2 separate regions of the Mus musculus genome follow, and region 2 is linked to region 1. The links are chromatin contacts, called in public promoter capture Hi-C maps. All regions are on one chromosome and are shown on one strand. Each heading gives the region's core, a stretch centred on a gene start, on an enhancer-like site or on the middle of the called end of the contact. The rest is flanking DNA. Distances are from core to core; before and after follow the strand shown. Region 1 holds the start of Usp11 (ubiquitin specific peptidase 11). Region 2 holds the start of Timp1 (tissue inhibitor of metalloproteinase 1).

Region 1 (4,342 bases), core at 536-3,035:
AAATCAAACTAGTTAACAAACCAATTATGTCACACAGTTTGTTTGGGTAAGAACATGTAAAATCTATTAAGCAATTTTCATGTATAGAATAGAGTGTTATTAGCTATAATCACCATTTTGTACAAGGGAGCTCTTGAATTTGTTCCCTTTTGTCTAACTAAATTTTACATCCTATGACCAATATTTCCATAATCTTCTCCCTCCCATGTGCATTTTTAATATAATTATTTGGTAAGTTGTTTACACGATGGCTCCTTATCTATGAAATTTCAGTATGTATTTTTTCACCAAAGGATATTCTTTCATAACCACATTACAATTATCACAAGAAATTATCAGTACCAGTATTTTATCTACTGGCCTTTGTCAAATTTCACCGATTTTTTTTCCAATAAAATTTACAGTGAAAGAGAAATAAATTATGAGAAAGAACCCTCATTTTTAAAAATAATTTATTTTTCCTGTGCTAGATCCAAATGAGGATCACGTGTTGCATAGACTTGTTAAACTGCATTAATTCCTTCAATCTGGAACAGTTCTTCAGCGTATGCCTTTCATGACCTTGCCATTTTTGAAGCATACAAACCATTTCTTTCAGCAGGATGTCCATTTATGTAAAACGTTTTATACTATAATCTTTGTAGGTCTTACGATTTTCACAATTAAAAATGAGCAGCAACTCAAGAGAGAAATAGGAACCCGGGGAGCAGTAAATTTTAAGAGGCATTGATTAGCATTTAAAAAAAAATGGTCTAACAAGACAATTTGTTAAAAGCTGTGGATCCCTTTTAAATAGCCATTTCTGATTACAAAAATATTATCACGTGGAAAAAAAAACTCCCCAAATAATCTTTTGTAAACCACCTGCACTTTCTCCTGTTCTAGGAAGGAGACCTTAACTAGAGGGGTATTAAAAAAATAACAAAAACAACAAAAAAAAATACCGCGTCACAATCTTTGCTCTTTTGCAGGCGCCATTTTCTGCCCCAGGCACTGCCCCTCCTCCACAGTTTGCCCCTCCCCAGCCCTTCGCCTTGTTCCCAGGAGCCAGGCACCCTCCCCATACCACACTATTCCGCCCCTCGGCCCACAGCTATAGGCTATGGAGTTGCTCTTCAGCGGACGCCACCAAGCTCGTCGGGTTCACAGGCGCTTCGAGTACTTGTAGGCCGTTCCTTGCAACCGACGCAACGTTTTGTAACACACGCCACGCCCCCGCGTTAAGTACGGAGCCAGCCTCCTTTCCAGGCTCCAGGTTCCAAGACGCAGTCCCCTCTCACCCCCTCCCCAAACGATGCAGTCCCCTGACTCCCACGGCCATCCCCTTCACGCCCCACCCCTATCACAAACCCCATTTTGTCCTTAGGCGGCTGACTGCCCCACTCGGGCCCCGCCTTTTCCCCCAAACGTTGAGATTCATTCACTTAGCACTTCCACGCCCCCTCTCTCCCGCCGGCCCAAGCCCCTTCCCAGCCTCGCACCGCTTCATCCTCAGAATTTGATTTCTAAGTACCCCGCGATACTAACGCCCCCAAGGTCCCCTTGGCCAAGGCTTCATTGAAGCCCAGCCTCACCAGCTTTCGCCAGCTCGCAGTGGACGCTCTCGCCCATTCCCGATTTGGCGCCACTGTTCATCCAGGTCTGGCATTGCCTCGGGCTGTGTGTCTCGGTCCTCAGCAGAGGCCGGGACGGCAGCTGCAGCTGGGTCCGCTGCGACCGCCGCCATCACCGTCTGTCCTCCTCCAACTGCCGACGCAACTGAAGATAGGAAGACGACCCTCAACTGGCACTTCCGGATTCTGTCCCGGAAACGGAAGCAGAGCCCCCCAACAATCAGGGGGCTACTGCCATCTTGGAAACGTCACCATTTGGCGGAAATTGGGTGGTGGTCTGTGGTCTCTGCAACCAATACCAGGGGTTAACTCTCTTGTTTGGAACTAAGACATTAGTGCCTTGTGGAATTCTCTAACACCAGGTGAAATGGTCCTTTGGTGGAGGCCAGAGGTTTCCAAAATGAGCAAATATGTGTTTAGGGCCTCACAAAGGATGCTTAGGGCAAATAGTTGCCCCTTTAACTGCAAACCCATACTATGAAAGCGGCATTTTTGTTAGCCTAACGTGAATTACCTTTCTCATCCATCAAAACCAAATGTATGGGCTAGAGATATGGCTCAGAGGTTAAGGGCACTCATTGCTCCTGCAGAAGAAAGAGTTCAATTCCCAGAACCCACATGGTGGCTCACAACCATCCATAACACAGGTTCCTGAGGATCAGCGGAAATGGACAAGGTACACATATATGAATACAGGGAAAACATTTATATACATGAAATAAAAGGTTTTTTTCTCAAATAGTTTATCATCTCCTGAGAGCCTGAACTAGGGTGTGGCTCTCTGTGTGATTGTCTGTGTGTCATCTGTCTTTTCTATCTTTGAGACAGGGACTTTGCTAAATTGCCCCAGAATTTCCTCCAACTCTATGAAGCCCAGGCTGGCAATTGATTTGCCTTGATCCTCCTTCCTCAGCTTCCAAAGTGATGGAATACAGGCATGCACTTCAACATTCAGCTTCCTGAACTAGAGTTACCAGACAAATCTGTGTGTTTGTTGGAAGCATAACAAATACTGAGTCTGTCCAGTTTAAGTGACTTGCTGGACTTAAATAGTAGCCTTGGGTAGCAGATAACTGTATTGTTTTTGGCCCATGAGTAACAATGTGGGAAACTGAGAGCCAGAAATGTGAAATCATTTGTCCTCAGCTAGGATGTGCCATAGCACGGCAGACCTAGTTCCAGAGCTGTGTCCTTAAACACCAGGCAGATCCTCAAACTGTGGTCACATGCTATCAGCTCAGGAAACCCTCTCAGGAGGTTTCACAAAATCAAGACTTTCTGCAGTATCTTCACTCTCATTTTCATGCATATATAGTGGAATTATTCAGAGGGTATCTTGGGATAACCAATTCATTGAGTGTCCCCAATCTTTAATATAAAGGAAATCTGATGACAAACATGTATGTGAAAACCATTGAACCGGCCAGGGTTTCTTTTGGTGTTTTTTTGAAAGAGTCTCAATTCTGAACATGAAGCTCAGATTGGCCTTGAACTTATGATGATCCCCCTGCCTTAGCCTCCCAAATGCTAGGAGTACAGGATACAGGTGTACCAGGCTCTATGTCAGACTTCAGCACTACTGCAATTTTTTCTTGTGAGAAGTAGCACTTTAGCTGGGCATGGTGGCTCACGCCTTTAATCCCAGCACTCAGGAGGCAGAGGCAGGCGGATTTCTGAGTTCGAGGCCAGCCTGGTCTACAGAGTGAGTTCCAGGACAGAGAAACCCTGTCTCAAAAAAAAAAAAAAAAGAAAAGAAAAAAAGTAGCACGTTAGGGTATTAAGCTGTTCCCTGATCTCTACTTCTAGAAAATGGTGGCAACCATCACAACAAAGGCTGTGTATCACCAGACATAATCAGACATCCTTAAGTGTGGAGATCATCTCTCTGGTTGAGAAAGATCCTATTAGGCTGTTACCCTTTTCTTGTAGGCTCTCAGTTCTACTGGTCAGTGATGACTTTAGTTCTCTGTGCTTCTCCACCTCCCTTTCTTTTGGCTGTCCTCACCTGTTCCTGTTGACAACCCACAAACTCCCCCGCAAATCATGATTTTGGGGCTAGTTTAGTGATTACCTTCACTATTACCAACTACACACAGACAAGAATTTTAAGCTGTGCCTTCCTATTCCTATATAGACCCCTGTGCACACAGGTCTGCTTGCAGTTCAACCCTCCTCCCAATCACATGATCTAACATCCCTCTTATTTTCAGTTAGCTTCTGTAGGGAGTTTGATTTTACAGTAGTGATGAGGTGTCTGATACAGTTATTCTATTATCTAACCCCAACCTGACACAGATGAGGTCACAACTTAGTTGTATGAGCCCTGAAGGAAATTTAATTTGATCTCTGACCCCAAAGACTAGTGTAGAAATGGAGTTTGGAACAAGCAGATAGCTGCTCTTTAAATCCATCTGAACTGACTTCCTTCATTCCAGTCTGTTTCTCCCCATTTAGCTTGCCCCTCCCCCAACCCTTAAAGCTGGTTTCTTCACCTTCTAGGACATAAGAAGTCTGCTGAGGAACTTGTGGACATCCTATCCATTACAAAACTGAAAGACTGACAGGAATGGGAAGATGTGGTTTTTTTGTTTTGTTTTGTTTTGTTTTTTTGAGACTGGGCTTCTCTGTGTAACAGTAGCTGTCCTGGAACTCACTCTGTAGACCAGGCTACACTTGAATTTGGACATCTGCCTGTCACTGCCTCCCAAGTGCTGGGATTAAAGGCATGA
Region 2 (4,097 bases), core at 1,428-3,927, 170 kb before region 1:
TCTTATAACGCTGGTATAAGGTGGTCTCGTTGATTTCTGGGGAACCCATGAATTTAGCCCTTATGACTAGAGGAAAGGAAGGGGAAATGGGGAATCAAATGGGCAAGCAGCATGAACCCATAGCAGCAAAGCATATATACAGCATAATTCAAATGGCTTCCACATCAGTTGATTCATCTACATATTGTCTATTCTTTTAGGCACTGTTTTAAGCCCTTTTCATATATCCATTTATTGGCTTACTCAACAAATATTTTGGAGTGCCTGGTGCCAGCCACTGTTCAGGGTGTTAGGGACAGTGACCCAAATACAGGAATCCATTTCCTTATGGAGCTCACATTCAAGCCAGGAGGAGACAGACTAACATTAAGTAGCCAGGCATGGTGGCACAGGCCTGTAACCCTAGCTCTGTCAGAGCCTGATGGAGGATCACTTTACTCTGAGTTCAAGACTAGTCTAGACAATTTAGTGAGAACCTGTTTAAAATAAAAAATTCACCAAAAAAAGGGTTGGGTTTGTAGCTCAATTGTGCAGTATTTGCCTGGATCCTAGGTTCAATCCCCGGTACCAAGGGGAAAAAGAAAAAAAGGTATGTGGATTGTTACAGGCTATTAAGTGGGTTAGAAAATTAGAATAGGGAAGGGGTTGACAGATGCTTTGCTTGACCACAATTTACTCAGGCTCATTAACCTTCTTCCAAGCTCATTAGTACAGTTTCTCTTTAAAATCCACTTGTAGCGAAGTATCCTAAATTAGGTTAGTGAAAACACCCACCCTTATCTGATTCTCCTCAGTATGTGATGGGGCCACCAGATGATTATACTAGCCAGTTTTCAAGAGACCTAAACTGGGTGTGATGGCACAGACCTGCAATCTCAGCACTTGGATGGCTGAGTGGGAAGGATCAGGGGTTCAAGGCCAGCCTGGGTTATATAGTGAGACCTAGTCTCAAAAACAAAAAGTAAGCTGATAGGCTAGAGAGATGACTTAATGGTTAAGAGCACTTGCTGCTCTTTGAGGTCCCAAGTTTAGTTCCCAGAATCCACATAGGGTAGCTCACAACCATTCATAACTCCAGCTCCAGGGGATTTGATGCCTTGAGGACCCACAGGCACCTACACACCACACATGGAATACACACAAACATACACATAAATAAAAATAATCTTTTTAATGGATTTAGCCTGAATCCTCTTGCCTTTGATATTTCTTCTCAATGGTTTCCCATTCACCAACTCCCAAACTGTTCCTTGGCCATTGAGTTCCATTTGCCCATGTAATGTTGAGAGTTAATCTATCTCCCCCCACCACCCCCATCTCTTGGCAAATTCTAATTGTCATGGTCCTGAATGAAGTCTGCCTGCCTGTGTCCTAAGAAGTGCCATTAACAGCATATGTAACAAAGGTTCAGGAGTACTATGTGGCTGGCATTAAATTTAAAATTAAATAAAAGTAGGCAAGCACCTCAGTAAGATGACTTTTAAGGCAGCCACCCATGTAGATAACTACAGAAAAGCATGTACATAGTACTGGGAGCAGCCAGCACAAAGGTAGGCTTAGGCCCAAGGATGTCAGTGTGGCAAAAGCAGATGTATGGAAGGGTAAGTAGAACTGTCCTAGAGACAACTGCCATAATGAACCCTATTGGATTAAGAGGGACAGAAAGGGGGCCAGACTCACCCAGGTCCGAGTTGCAGAAGGCTGTCTGTGGGTGGGGTGGGGCACAGCTACAGGCCTTACTGGAAGCTATCAGTGATAGCAACAAGAGGATGCCAGATGCCAGAGATGCAAAGGGGGCCATCATGGTATCTGCTGGTAAAGAGTAGGTGTTAATAGGTTCCCAGACCAACGGCTTACATGGCCATTGGTCCTAGGGAGATTTGGGACCTCTTTAGGTTAGAGAATGGAGTTGTGGCAGTTGGTGAATAAGGGAGCGGAGAACGTTGAGAATTTAACAGAATTGGGAAAATCTGACATTTGTGTAGTGATGAATTTGGAGTTTGGGAAACTGGAGAAATATAATGAGGAATTAGGGCTATTAAAATATAATGGGCTGAGGATTTCAGAGATATTGGGGGGTTAGAACAGGTTTGGGGTTTTAGGGAGCTGGAGAAAATGGGGGTTAAGGGTCTTGGGGAATTTGGAGGTTTACGACAATGGTAATGCTTGAGGAATTTGTAGGCAGAAGAACTGTTGAAGTTCCATGAACCAGACATGGCAAAGAGAACAGGGGAGTTACCAGGAACCATAAGGATTGAGGGACAGGCAAGTTGGGAAGTCTTCAAGGTATTAAAGGCTTGTGGGTTTGGAGCACTTAGCAAAGGCATGAAGGAGTCTGGAGAGTCCAGCTTGGGACGATCATTCCAGGCCCTCTCCCGTTATATTCCTCTTTAGCTAACTAGGGATCCTGATACCTGCAAGCCACGTGAGCAGTTAGTCTGGCAAGGGCTGCATGAGCCGCACCAACACAGGCTCCAGGCAAGCCCCAGTTCTGCCAGGACACCCGGCTCCCACTTACCTCTGGTGTGTCTCTAGGAGCCCCGATCTGCGATGATGGCGGCAGGGGCTGCACAGTGGAGAATAAATGTCCATGCGAAGGGCGGAGTTGGCGGGGAAATCACTGCCTCCAGGCTTCCTGGACGCATTACTCATCCACCCACCGCTGGAGTCAAAGCCTAGGGGCGGGCCCCAGGATAAACCCAAAGATACTCCCTCCTCTGCCAGCCAGCCCACTGCGCCCCCTTCCCCCAGCTCCACGTCATGCACAGTCCTTCCTGGCGGCCTTGAAGGGCAGAAGAGAGAGCGCCTAAAGCTTTGTGCCTCTCAGGTTTCCCATATTCCCCAAACTTCCTGTGGCTGAAGCCAATAACTTCTTTCTCACGCCTTTCATCTACTATGTAACAATCTCACAAGAAAGGCATTCCTGTGGATCTGAAATTCTGGTGAGGGGTGTCAGAGGGTGACAAACTAGAAAAGCAGTTGAGGGACATGACATGGGAGAAGAGGCACAAATACATAGTGGGGAAATTGATACACTGGATAAGTCTATGACTTATCCAAGATAGCAGTTGAGTCTGGCAGAACTGGGAGGGAACCGAGGCTGCTTGCAGACAGAGCCTAGGTACCCCAAACCTTGCTGTGGCTGCACACACCGGTGAGGCTATTTGAAGATATCATCAGCTACAAGAGACCCTGTCTTAAACAGAAACAAGACCAAACAGGCAAATAACTGAAGTAAAGATCTTTGTTAGTGTCACAGGACAAAACAGGGATTTAAACCTAGGCTTCCTGACCCTGGAGTCCTAACTCAGGCAGGACACAATCTTGACAAGCAGGGAATGGTGTGGTGAGCATGGGTGGTGGTGGTGGTGGTGACTGATGGTAAAAGAAGTTAGTGAGTCAGTAGAAAAACCATCCCTACTCCATCCTGCCCTGCCCCTTCCCCCACCAACCAGCCCACACCCCTTGTGGGGATGGGATGAGGCAACTGCTGCCCACCAGCTTCCTGATGATGCAGGAGTATTCCCTGGGGTCCTGTGGAAGGGTTCTATGGACTGATTAGCATCTTCAATTAATATAGGGAGGAAAGACCAATAATAATGACAATGGTTGTAATCGCAGCAGGCAAGCTGATCCAGAGAATTAGAGGGTACATAGTCTATACAGTGAGTTCCAGGACAGCCAGCGATACATAGTGAGAACCTGTGACAGAGATAGAGAGAGAGACAGAGAGAATATGGTAGTGGTGATCACAGCTACTTACTGAATGCTTACTGTACATCATTACTAAGGTTATTATGTAAATTTACTTTAGCTAATTCAATTTTATTAACTTAGGTAAATTGGTTCAGAAACCACAGGACACAAAAACCTCCTGCCAGCACTCAACAGGGTACTATGTACAATACACTGTTTTAAAAGGTTTTTTTTTACACTGTGTGTGTGTGTGTGTGTGTGTGTGTGTGTGTGTGTGTGTGTGTGTGTGTGTGTGTGTGTGTTTGTGCCATGACATGCTTGCATTGCTTAAAGGACAACTTGCAGGGGCCAATCCTCTCCTTCCCTGTGGGTTCTAGGGCTCAAACTCAGGTTATCAGGCA

What was found. Promoter capture Hi-C pulls out the DNA fragments that hold promoters and counts their contacts.
Region 2: a promoter capture Hi-C map of embryonic stem cells shows a contact between it and region 1. The contact joins the promoter of Timp1 here to the promoter of Usp11 in region 1. A contact is called at or near these places in 8 of 39 promoter capture datasets (cranial neural crest, embryonic stem cells, hippocampal neurons and 3 more), 1 of 484 Hi-C or Micro-C datasets (uterus), 2 of 115 datasets of contacts at active chromatin or transcription factors (cardiomyocytes and pancreatic cancer cells) and 3 of 9 other capture datasets (adipose tissue, liver and pancreatic islet).

What each region holds. Positions count from the first base shown.
Region 1 is chrX:20,701,352-20,705,693 of GRCm38.p6, reverse strand. It overlaps Usp11 (ubiquitin specific peptidase 11), which reads right to left and starts at 1,785. Exons shown (of 21, transcript NM_145628.4): 1 at 1,575-1,785. The coding sequence starts at 1,726.
Region 2 is chrX:20,868,746-20,872,842 of GRCm38.p6, reverse strand. Timp1 (tissue inhibitor of metalloproteinase 1) reads right to left here and starts at 2,677. Exons shown (of 6, transcript NM_011593.2): 1 at 2,519-2,677; 2 at 1,681-1,809; 3 at 1-66. The coding sequence starts at 1,804. The region is part of intron 5 of Syn1 (synapsin I); the gene reads left to right.